4 separate regions of the Mus musculus genome follow, and regions 1, 2 and 4 are each linked to region 3. Evidence: chromatin contacts called from public Hi-C, HiChIP or PLAC-seq and promoter capture Hi-C data. All regions are on one chromosome and are shown on one strand. The core of a region is the stretch at or near the end of the contact, and the rest is flanking DNA. Distances in the headings are between cores, read along the strand shown.

What was found. Promoter capture Hi-C pulls out the DNA fragments that hold promoters and counts their contacts. Hi-C and Micro-C count contacts between places; a contact is called where the count stands out from the background. HiChIP or PLAC-seq counts read pairs in DNA pulled down with a chosen protein or histone mark.
Region 1: an H3K27ac HiChIP or PLAC-seq map of embryonic stem cells shows a contact between it and region 3, with 14 read pairs. The contact joins the enhancer-like site here to the promoter of Cyp17a1 in region 3. A contact is called at or near these places in 9 of 39 promoter capture datasets (the C10 cell line, HPC-7-derived erythroid cells, cranial neural crest and 6 more), 1 of 15 datasets of contacts at CTCF or cohesin (the NIH/3T3 cell line), 3 of 484 Hi-C or Micro-C datasets (bone marrow-derived macrophages, differentiating embryonic stem cells and pancreatic cancer cells), 7 of 115 datasets of contacts at active chromatin or transcription factors (bone marrow-derived macrophages, embryonic fibroblasts, embryonic stem cells and 1 more) and 5 of 9 other capture datasets (adipose tissue, embryonic stem cells, liver and 2 more).
Region 2: a contact with region 3 is called in a Hi-C map of liver, with 2.5 times the contacts expected there. The contact joins the enhancer-like site here to the promoter of Cyp17a1 in region 3. A contact is called at or near these places in 5 of 484 Hi-C or Micro-C datasets (B cells, Th1 cells, embryonic stem cells and 1 more) and 2 of 9 other capture datasets (adipose tissue and liver).
Region 4: a contact with region 3 is called in a promoter capture Hi-C map of stem cell-derived epiblast-like cells, with 5 times the contacts expected there. The contact joins the enhancer-like site here to the promoter of Cyp17a1 in region 3. A contact is called at or near these places in 21 of 39 promoter capture datasets (3T3-L1-derived adipocytes, the C10 cell line, the HPC-7 cell line and 13 more), 1 of 15 datasets of contacts at CTCF or cohesin (the NIH/3T3 cell line), 5 of 484 Hi-C or Micro-C datasets (the G1E-ER4 cell line, embryonic stem cells, growing oocytes and 1 more), 3 of 115 datasets of contacts at active chromatin or transcription factors (cardiomyocytes, embryonic stem cells and microglia) and 2 of 9 other capture datasets (adipose tissue and liver).

Annotation. Positions count from the first base shown.
Region 1 is chr19:46,834,883-46,837,582 of GRCm38.p6, forward strand. The region is part of intron 1 of Cnnm2 (cyclin M2); the gene reads left to right. Among named protein-coding and RNA genes, the nearest start is that of Cnnm2, 75 kb to the left of the region's middle. Within about 2 kb of position 1,404, at least 17 of the 459 cell types and tissues checked have an H3K27ac peak or open chromatin away from gene starts, as enhancers often do. A contact at or near this core is called in bone marrow-derived macrophages, embryonic stem cells and hematopoietic stem and progenitor cells, where this site is marked.
Region 2 is chr19:46,451,258-46,453,957 of GRCm38.p6, forward strand. Sufu (SUFU negative regulator of hedgehog signaling) reads left to right here. Exons shown (of 12, transcript NM_001025391.2): 7 at 1,905-2,058. Among named protein-coding and RNA genes, the nearest start is that of Trim8, 49 kb to the right of the region's middle. Within about 2 kb of position 1,329, at least 134 of the 459 cell types and tissues checked have an H3K27ac peak or open chromatin away from gene starts, as enhancers often do. A contact at or near this core is called in B cells, adipose tissue and liver, where this site is marked.
Region 3 is chr19:46,671,676-46,674,375 of GRCm38.p6, forward strand. It overlaps Cyp17a1 (cytochrome P450, family 17, subfamily a, polypeptide 1), which reads right to left and starts at 1,325. Exons shown (of 8, transcript NM_007809.3): 1 at 872-1,325. The coding sequence starts at 1,168. All of the region lies in intron 1 of Gm41857 (predicted gene, 41857), which reads left to right. It also overlaps the pseudogene Gm6967. RefSeq lists a promoter at 1,193-2,242 and a cis regulatory region at 1,466-1,565.
Region 4 is chr19:46,891,604-46,894,303 of GRCm38.p6, forward strand. Nt5c2 (5'-nucleotidase, cytosolic II) reads right to left here. Exons shown (of 18, transcript NM_029810.5): 11 at 1,916-1,957; 12 at 902-1,009; 13 at 632-698; 14 at 1-76. Among named protein-coding and RNA genes, the nearest start is that of Nt5c2, 69 kb to the right of the region's middle. Within about 2 kb of position 1,443, at least 35 of the 459 cell types and tissues checked have an H3K27ac peak or open chromatin away from gene starts, as enhancers often do. A contact at or near this core is called in the NIH/3T3 cell line, where this site is marked.

The sequences.
Region 1 (2,700 bases), core at 154-2,653, 160 kb after region 3:
TTTACATGACTGTTGGGGTTCAGTGCACATCAATTCCTAATCAAAATAAGCATGTTACCTTTTATGATTGCACACAATAGAGTGTAGAAGCGCAAGTCTCCATGTTGTTCTTATGGAGCTTACTCTGAAGGACACAACTTGTCAATTTAAACCACAATACCATTGGCTTTTTCCTATAGTTTTTTTTTAATTGGTTATTTTATTTATTTACATTTCAAGTGTCATCTTTCCCAGTTTCCCCTCCGCAAACCCCCTACCATACTCCCCTACCCCTGCCTCAATGAGGGTGTTCCCCCACCCACCTGCCCACTCCTGCCTCACCGCCCTAGCATCCCCCTACGCTGGGGCATTGGACCTCCACAGGACCAAGAGCTTCCCCTCCCATTGATGCCAGATAAGGCAATCCTCTACTACATATGCAGTTGAATATTAGCCCCAAAACACGGAATACCCATGATATAACTCACAGACCATATGAAGCTCAAGAAAAAGGAAGATCAAAGTGTGGATGCTTCAGTCCTTAGAAGGGAAAACAAAATATTTACGGGATGTAGAGGGAGGGAGGGAGAGATCTGAGAGGGAGAGAGGAAGATGGGGGGAAGGGGGCAGGATCACGTGTGGGAGGAGACTGGGGGAGAAGTACAGAGGGTCATGAAACTGAATGGAGGTGTGTAGCAGTGGGGGTGGGGAACTGGGAGTAGCCACTAGAAAGTCCCAGATAACAGGGATGTAAGAGGTTCCCAGGACCCAACGGGGATGACATTAGCCTAAATACCCAATAACGGGGAGATAGAGATAGAATCTGTAGAGACCATAGCCAGTGGTTAGGCAGGGCCCCCAGTTGAGGGATGGGGCCACCCACTCATCTCAAAACTATTAACCAAGAATTGCTCCTGTCTCAAGGAAATGCTGGGACAAAGAGTGGAGCAGAGACTGAGGGAAAGGCCATCCAGAGACTGCCCCACCTAGTTTTTCTAAGAATGTACAAATAACACAGATGGGAACATTCCCTGAATAATATAGATTTTTCTTACTACAAGTAGGGTAGTTTCCATAACCACTTATTACTTACTGTTTTGTTCCTTAAGAGTTAAAGTTCTTCCATAACATAGATGTACTAGTACTTTTTAGACCAGGCTTCTATTGGTGAACACGGGGATATGTATGTGTGTGCATGTTATATGTGTGCACACTCACATGCATGTGTGCATATACGTGTATTAAATATAACCCATTCAGTCTGTATAGAATTGCTTGCATCTATGTTTTCAGGGCTGGCTGTTTGGTATTGGCTAACCAATGGTAAGCTCTTCCCTGGGAAGGCTGTTTCTCCCACTCTCAGCATTCCTTAGTTGTCTGTAGTTCTTTGTCTAGGTTTGAGGCCTTGTGCCCTTGACCCCTTTCACATTAGCATGTCTTTTGGAGTCATTCAAGTTCAGATCCTGTTTAGCCAACCATGTGGATGAGACATCCTGGGTGTAGCTTCTCTGACATTTCTAGGAGATACAGTCTCACAGCAAGCCTCCTGTTGCTTTAACACTGACCGTCTTTTCATGCCCTCTTCCACAGTGACCCCTGAGCCTTCCGTGCAGGGGCTGTGCTGTGGATGGATGAATCCGTTGGGACTGGGGTCCACAACTCTGTGTTTTGATCAGTTATGATTTGTGTAGTGGTCTATCTGTTGCAGAGGGAAGCTTCCTTGATGAGGGGCGAGGACTACACTCTAGGTTGTCTTCTGATCCGCACACATATGCTACAGCATGTGCTTCCCTGCTTTCACGCTTGTGAACATGCACCACATACTATAATAGGCAAATAAAAAAAGTTAAAAAATTGAGTGGGAGGAGATGGCTCAGCTGTAAAAGCATTTACGTTGTTCAACTCTGCCAGCCTGAGTCTGATGCCCAGGGCAGATAGAGCTGGCTCCTGCTGTGGCAGAACTGGTAAAATCATTTGGAGGAGGAAAGACTTGCTATGGCTCAAGGTTTGGGGGGGGTCTCAGCCAGGGGATACTTGGTCCCATTTCCCCTGGGCTTCTGGTGACAGAACATAGCTGGGGCTTCCTCACTGTCATCAGGAAGCACAGAGAGAGCAGGAGGAAGGGGCCAAGGACAAGATGTTGCTTTAGAGTACATACTGTTGGCGCTGGGGGCTGCCAGTGGTTAAGAGTGCTTTCTGTTTATCCAGACAACCTGAATTTGGTTTCCAACACTCACATTGGGTGGCTCGAGACCACCTGTAACTCCAGCTCCAAGGGACCTGACCCTCTCTTCTGACGTGGAGGGCACTTGAATACATGTGCATACATGTGAGATATACATACATGCACAGAGGATTAAATACAAAAAATTTAAACCCTGATATGCAGATTTTTTTTTTTTTAGACTCAACACTTGTTATCCAGAGGGCAGGAAAATCTGTAAGTTCGGAACCAGCTAGGGCTGTATTTGAGAGCCCATCTTTTAAGCGTGTGTCCGGGGCGGGCGGAGGGGGGCAGCATGCATGCACTTGTGCACTCTTTAAGTAAGATCCCTGTCTTGTTTCCACCAACTCCCAATAACCCATCTTCAAATTATGATGTCACCTAGTGGGTTGGTCCAACAGTGAGGTCAGCATACTCGGGATCTAGTCACTTCCCCAAAGCCCGTCTCTGCACACTGCTGCATCAGGGACCATGCCTTCAACATGGGATATTTAATA
Region 2 (2,700 bases), core at 79-2,578, 220 kb before region 3:
TACTCCTCCATTTTACCACATTTTCAGGGAGCTGCCCTCCCCTGTATCAGACAGCAGCACAGGCTATGCTGACCCCACAGCCCATTGCAGGATGCTGATTGGTCTAATGATCCTGTCATTCTTCCTAACTCACTCCCCAGCCCTGCCCAGGTAGGTTGGCACTCTCTGATGTGTGGAAGAGTCGTTAGACCCTGCCAGTCTGCAGCTGACACTACTGTGACTGCTTGGGACAGTGTCAGTGTCACTTTGTGGTTTAGAATAGATGGTTGCTTGGCACACAGCTGCATTCTGGAAGCCCCGGAGCATTGCTGCATTTCTTGCACACCATGCAGGGGTAGAAGCACCAGAGCCCAGCTCCTTCTGCTCACCTCGCAGCAGAGGCAGGCCATGGACATCTCTGAACTTGACATGTTTCTGTAAGGCTCCCATGGGCCTGTAAGGCAGGCCATGGCAGCGACTAGGCACTTCAAATTGTACAGTGGCGTGTAGTTTGCAGACCTATGGGGTCTTTGCTACCAACCTGTGAGTTCTGGGGCACACAGCCTCTTCCTTTACACATGAGGCTCCTCCACTTTCTGGGTACCTTTAACCCTGAAATGGTCTCGATGATGCCAGGGGTATCTCTGCTTCGAACCTGCTTTCTGTGTGGCTTCTGCTTATGTAAGAACCATGGAGGCTTCATCCCCTAAGCCTTGTTCTGCAGCCATGCTGGGACACAGCATGGGGCTCTGTAGGCTCTTGTTTATCTCCTATACTCAGAAAAAAACTTGGTCCCCTGAATTAGTAGAGCAAGCAGACCCTTCCCCTGAGGGTCTCAGGGCAGCTGCTGGCAAGAAAACTCAGGTTCTCCCCAAGCAGCTCCAGCCCCTCTCCTCTGCTCTGCCGGAAACAGCTAGAGCTGTGTCCTGCCTGCTGCCTGCCTGCCTCATCCAGGCAGCAAAAGCAGCAGAAGAGAGAAGAACGGGTGGCTTATGGATAGGAGACCATCTGTGACCAAGGCATAGAACAATGCCCTTGTCTAGGAGCCCTGGAGAGGGACAGACTGGCACAGGGACATGGGGGCTCTGAGGAGTTTTTCACAGGAGGCTTATTTGGCCTGTATGGCTGTTTATGGACAAGGTTGCTAGCGTCTTCCAGATGACCTTTGAGCCAAAGCCCAGCACCACAGAATTAAGTTTTACCAGAAAATCCAGCGATGTTTTGAGTACAACTCTTCCTTGAGGCCATTTGGAGAAAGTTTAGACTGAAGCGTGCCAATGTCTACACAAAGGCAAGGCCTCTGGGGAAGTGTGCACCCGTCACTGCCCTTCAGACCCCGATTGCAGCCTAGGAAATGGAAACGAACCCCATCCAGAGCCCTCTGCCAAAGTTAGCTGGCATAGAGGCACAGGGAGCACTTCTGCTCTGGGGCGATGGCCCCCTCTAGCTGTTATAATGAAGAACTGCAGGTATGGGTTCCCAAGTCAGGGCGGGCTTCTACCCTAACTCCTGTAGGGGGTGAGGTGGGGTATGTATGATCATTGTTGGAGGATCAGGAAGAGGGGAAGCCTTCCACCTTTCCTTAGAGAAATAGGTCTTGTCTCCTCCATCAGCTCTGAGGGCCACAGCTGTCGGGGCTGAAAGATGCACAAAGGCCTTTGTGCTGGATGTTGGTGGGAAGGAAGTGTCCAAGGCTCATTCCTGCTGCCTCCCCTAACCCTGTTCCCAGAGGAGTCCAGGGGCTGGCAGGGGCCGTTATGCTTGTAACAGAACAAGGTCAATGAGACCCTGATCTCATAGCAGCTGTCCATGCTCAGCACCTACAAGGGCTAATACTGGAAGTGGAGTGGCTGGGCCAGGGTCAGTAACCTTGGGGCACATGAGTTCACTGAAGGCACTCTGACTCTTTGGTTCTTTTCAAGCAGGAGAGAGTTGACAAAGGCATTGAGACAGACGGTTCTAACCTGAGCGGCGTCAGTGCCAAGTGTGCCTGGGATGACCTCAGCCGGCCTCCGGAGGATGAAGAGGATAGCCGGAGCATCTGCCTCGGCACACAGCCTCGGAGGCTGTCTGGCAAAGGTTGAGACCTTCCCTTGCCTTGCTCCCTTCCTTCCAGGTTCCCCAGGACAAGTCTCTAACTAAATAGCAGCCCACTCTGATTATTTTCTGACAAATGAATTTTTCCAATGTGGGTGAACTATATATGAGCATTATTGGCCTGTTTGTAGCTATTTCCTGTGTGCATTTCAAACACACTAGTATACTCTGTGTGTACACTCTGCCCCTTGGAATCTGACCTCATGTATGTGAGTATGAACCATGGAATAGTTAACAGAAAATGTACACAGTCCACCCAAAGACACTACAGCGTATGTTCACCACCACAGAACTGACACAGACCCCAGCTCTGGCCTGAAGGCCATGCCAAGCCTGAGAACCTCTCTCCTTGAACCTTCCTGGGCTTTTAATGAGAGGGAGCGAGTGTGAAGCCCGACACTGGCCTCCTCTGCAGTCCCAGAGTCTGTGGCAAGTTAGCTCCCTCTGCCTCTGCCTTCTGGGTAAGCTCTCGGAGGAGGAGGAGGATGTGGCGTCCTGTTGGATGCTCCCATGCTGCTCTTGGCTCCAGAAGGACTTGTGGGGTTTTTTTTGTTTTGTTTAGTTTTGTTTTGCTAAGGCTGTCCCTGGCTAATGCCAAAGGAAAAGTGGCCATTTATATACATG
Region 3 (2,700 bases), core at 75-2,574:
GGTTTTATTCCCTTCCTTCCTTCCTTCCTTCCTTCCTTCCTTCCTTCCTTCCTTCTCCCCGTATAGCATTGGCAAGACCAGGCTGCCCTCAAACCCAGAGATTTACCTGCCTCTGCCTCTGCCTCCCAAGTGCTAGCCTTAAAGGCGTGTGCTGCCGTCACCTGGCCCAGTTTATTCCTTTGCTTCTGAGAGGAACCCAAACCTGAGAGAGCCTGGCAGTTGGGCAGCCACGCTGGCTGACCAGCGCATGGAAAAGGAATTTGTTTTGGCCTGTTAAAAGCTGAGGCTGGTCGTCCTCTATCGGGGTACCCAGGGGAACACTTGCAACAGGGTCATGGGAGCACAGGTGGTGTTTGTAGGATGGCTACTCAACAGTCAGCACAAATGAGAACAGATGCCCCAAGATACTACTGTATGTCCCTGTCCCTTGTCCCCTCTCCCCCTGTAATATTCCCCCAGCTATCTGTGAGCCAAAGCCATATAAGAGAAACTGCAGTCCTAGCCCTCCATGATGCCAGCCGCTTCTCCAAGCATCTTCTGGTGGAGGATGCAATCACTGCCCTATTTCCCAACAATGTCACACTTATAGAGAACTTTAGCTCTGGGTCTGGGCTAAAGGCTTTGCCTGGATATTCTAGAATGATTATCGTATCATAGAGGGGAAGGTGAGTGGCATACAGGCTTCTCAGCTCTGCAGGTCCCTGCACCATCTTGCTAGACAAGCCATTCAAGGGTTTTCCCGTTAATTCCTCCTTCCCAGTTTAGAGGTTCGGTAGGGTCTTGAGGGAGCAGTCCCACAAGTCTGATTTTGAAAGAAATAAGAACTGTACAACCCCAGGGACCGAGGAAGAGGAGGGTTGGCACTGCTTACCATCTGGGGCCGACCAGAGAATTCTTTCCCCTTCTTCACGAGCACTTCTCTGGCCAGCTGATAGTGACCGACAATCACTGCAGTTGTGGTACCCAGGCGAAGAGAATAGATGGGACCATACTTTTCCTGCAGCTTGAAGAAGTTGGCATGCATATGACCACGTCTGGGGAGAAACGGTAGACTACCCACCAGGGGCAGGAATGGAAGGCTCCTGGGGAACTTGGCATTAGGTGTCTTTGACTTGGGCCAAAAGAAATAGGCCAGGATGAGCAGCAAGAGACCCACAAGTTCCCACATGGCAGCCAGGTGTAGGCAGATGGCCAGCTGTGGAGTGGAGAAGCTACAGCAATTTCAGCAGAGAAGGAGAACTTTTAAAAGGCGTTTCTGATTGTCACCTTGAAGACGTGTTATCTCTTGGCCTGCAGAAGTTTATCCTGGAGTGTCTCCAAGCCTGAGTCCTCACCCAGAAAAGGGAGAGGAGAGGGAATTTGGCCTCCACAAGGGCTGGCTCAGATTAAGGACGAACTCCTGGAGGAGGAGCTGGCTAAAGAGCAGAGAGTTGGTCATCTCCCTGGGGCTTCTGCGCTATGGATCCTCCCAGAGGCAAATGCTATCAGATTAAGATCAAGGTTTCAGAGTGCGTGCTGTAATGTCAAAAGTGCTGCACAGTTAATAATTAATGTCATCAGGTTGCAGCTAGCCAAAGCTGTCAAAGAGACTTCAGTCTTATTATCTGATAGTTGAGGAGAGAGAGGTCTTTTAGGGTTAGTTTGCATAAGGTCACACAAGGCAGTGATGATAAGAATCCAGAAGTCATAGGCTTTCAGGTACACAGAACATCAGCTCAAGGGCCATTGCAGGTCTCTGTTCAAATAGCTTGGTTACTTTCTAGGTACATTCTCTTGAATGGGCTATTTAATATTTTCTGGAAATAAATGATTTTGTCATGTTACTATGTATAAAACGTAAAATGCATCATTTAAAATACTTTAACTAAGAGCTGGAGAGATGGCTCAGCAGTCAAGATGCCTCGTTGCTCTTCCAGAAGACCCAGGTTAGATTCCCAGCACTGACATGGTAGCTCACAACTTTCTGTACCTCTGGTTCCAGGAAAGCACCTTCTGGCCCCTGAAAGCACCCCCAACACACACGGTCTGCATACATACATGCAGGTAAAACACTCATGCCTATAAAATAATAAAACACTAGTTAAAAATCATATAAAATATCTAACTAGTATCTTAAACACAAAAATTACAGAGTAACATTTTAATTGTCATTTTAAAAATTTATTACATTTGAGCCATCTCTCTGCCTCTTTAATCATTTTTAAAGGTACATTTTAGGGACGGCAATGCCAATACTCAGCTGTAATCCCAGCAGACACAGGAGGGTTGGGCCAGCCTCAGTTTCATAGGAAGTCTGAAGTCACCCTGGGCTATAAAACACTATGGCCCACTCAAGATCAACAGCAAAAGTTTACATTTTAGGCGTATATATATATATATATATATATATATATATATATATATATGTATTGTGCAGCGAATTTTATTGATGGTATTCAAGAGGGTAGGGAGGGCTCCCTAGGCCCCTCCTGTTATTATGGGGGTCTGGGATGGAAATTGTGAGGGAGATGCTCAGAGTTGGGCTAGGGACTCCTCAGCAACCGAGGGCCTCTCTCTTGCTCTCAGTGTCCTTGCTGGGGTGGGTGGTCCAGGGTTTCTTACTCCTTGAAGGCCATGTAGGCCATGAGGTCCACCACCCTGTTGCTGTAGCCATATTCATTTTCTTACCAGGAAATGACCTTTACAAAGTTGTCATTGAGA
Region 4 (2,700 bases), core at 193-2,692, 220 kb after region 3:
CCAAAAATGTGATCTCCAATATACAAAATGTCTTTGCCCTTAGCTCCCAACAGGTCACAGATTGTATCAGATGAACCTGCAAGGGATAAATGAGAAACGTTTCTCTGTTAAAGAAAGCGTCCAAAGCACCACAGCAACATATATGCTAAAGACATTTATAATTACAGGAAAGGAGCCTTTCTGAAAGACAAAGGTTAAGCTCTATCTCCCGTGTAAGAACCCCAGGAAGGCAGTATCAGAACCCCAGTATCAGTGCTTATGCAGCATGTGAGAGGCCTCGCTCGGGTCTGTCTTCAGAGCCACCAAAGGTACCATGACCAGTTCTCATCACACATTTAACATTAAGTTGGCTCTACTCAACTGCTTCTGACTCTTGACATTAAATGCAGCTACATGGCTTTAAGAAAAGAAAAATCCCAAAATGGTTTCAGAACTGAGACAAACCCTCAACAGAGGACAGAAGGATCTTTTCAGTAAAAGTTAACCCTCCTGGCTTTCCCTGCAGATGACTCGGAAGATGACATTTCTGGTCCTGTTATGTGGTACTCTGCTGAGAATTTTCACAGTGAAGCCAAAGATCACCATGCAGAGGTGCCCAGAACAAAGGGAGACAGACAGACAGTTCACTCACCCCCTGAGTAGACAATGCCGTGCTGCAGGGGGCCCGTGTAGGTGCCAATTTTCAGTTTTCCAGTTTTCTGGGTAGAGAGAATAAAGACTGAAATTTTGTGGCATTTGACCACGCTCTCTCCCAGGCCACCTGACCCAAGCACCCATTCTTCTTAAACTCTATTGGGCTAGGTCAGATCAGATCACACTCCCAACTTCAAGAGAGAAGTTACGGCCATGGAAAGGTGAGCATGAAGGAGCATGTCCTAGAACACACTGCCTTCTCACTTACAGTGTCCACCTGACGCAGCACTGTGCCTTCTCCAAAAAAGAGTGGTTTCCGAGCATCCACCAAAATCAGGTCAAAGTAGGACTGCCACGGCCGGTGGGAGCTCCCGGGCTGGGGACAGAGTCAGCACAGTCACATCACGAACCCCTCAGACTTAAGGAAGTCATCAACGACAAGGAAATTTAGAATAAGGTTTTGGGGAGCTGACAGTGTGAGTAATGATCGGCTTTGATAACTCCACAGTGTGAATTATTTATCTCTGAAGTATAGCAATTTATTTCACAGTGCTTTTAAACATGAAGTATGAGAAAAGCTAGGCAGATGAAAGCTACAATTCAAGGGACAAACTGGGGAGGTTCTATTTGTTCTCAGACCGACTGTTCTAGGTTGCCACTGGCCTCTCAGCTCATCCCAGAGATGGCATCTATGCCGACTAACACTCTTGGCATTCTGAGATGGAACTATGATGCTAACCTTTTCAAGCCAGCCTGAAGGGTACTACACAATGTAATTTTAGTATTTGCTGAAGCTTACTCATGGAAGCCAAGGATTAAAATTCTTAAGTGTATGACTAAGCTGCAGGCTTTGTTCTTTAGTCTAAGTGTGCTCATACCACAGAAAGACTTAAACACCAAAGTTAGCCTCTTTCTCGGTGCAACACTTAACAGTAACTATCTAGAAACTGTCAAGGATGTCCACATGACATCATGTTTCTGTTAAACTAGCATCACCCTCAACCTATGACTCCTCACAACACACACAACTCTGCTCTAAAACTTACTTTAATCCTATTCACTACAGACTACATAAACATTCATTTTATTTCTATCTAGTAAATATTTAGATTACTGGAGATTTTTAATTCTTCTAGTCCTGGATTACTTCTTTCAATGCTGATTAAACACTAGGCCTTCTAAAACTAGGATTTTCTAGGAGGATTAAATGGATTCATTATTAGTTAATACAAGGTATAGTAAATTAGTTTAAAAAATGACATATAATAAATTACTATAATACCTTGGGGCCATGCGGGAAATCAAACAGGTAAGTCATGATTTTCTGGGGAAAGAGAAAGGTGCACATGTGACTTCTGCTCAAGACAGACACAGGCTTTCTACATGTGAGATGGGCGGCATCCTTATCTTCTCCACAGCTCATGAAATCACGGCAGAGGAAGTTAAAAACTAATGCTTCATCAGGCAAAGGCACAGACACGAGTTCCCCACCTTCCCCAGACAGCTCTCCTGAAGTCACGTGTGGAGATAACAAACATGGGGCTCAGAGAAAAGCAATGACTCCCACAAGCTGGCGCACTGCATTTTATTTCAGTGCACGGGGGCAGGGGCAGAACTTTCTGCTAGGATTTTAGCCTACAATTGCATCAGCAAAAGTAAGGTGTTTGAATTTGGACTTTGTGTGGTTTGTTCCCCCCTTCTGTATCCTTTAACCATCATTTTTTTTTAATTTATTTATTTAATGTATATGAGTACACGGTCTCTATCTTCATGCACACCATAAGAGGGCATCAGATCTCATTACAGATGGTTGTGAGCCACCATGTGGTTGCTAGGAATTGAACTCAGGATCTCTGGAAGAGCAGTTGGTGCTTTTAACCACTGAGCCATCTCTCCAGCCCCCTTAGCCATCATTTTTTAAAATTTAAATATTAAGAGGTGGTAAGTTTTGATTTCTAAGATTCAAAAGATTGTTATCATCTTTCATTACAGGATTTCCAACAGCAAGAGGATGTAAAAGAAAGACTGTGATTTCTCAGATATACATAAATAATGCTCTTAAAAGGA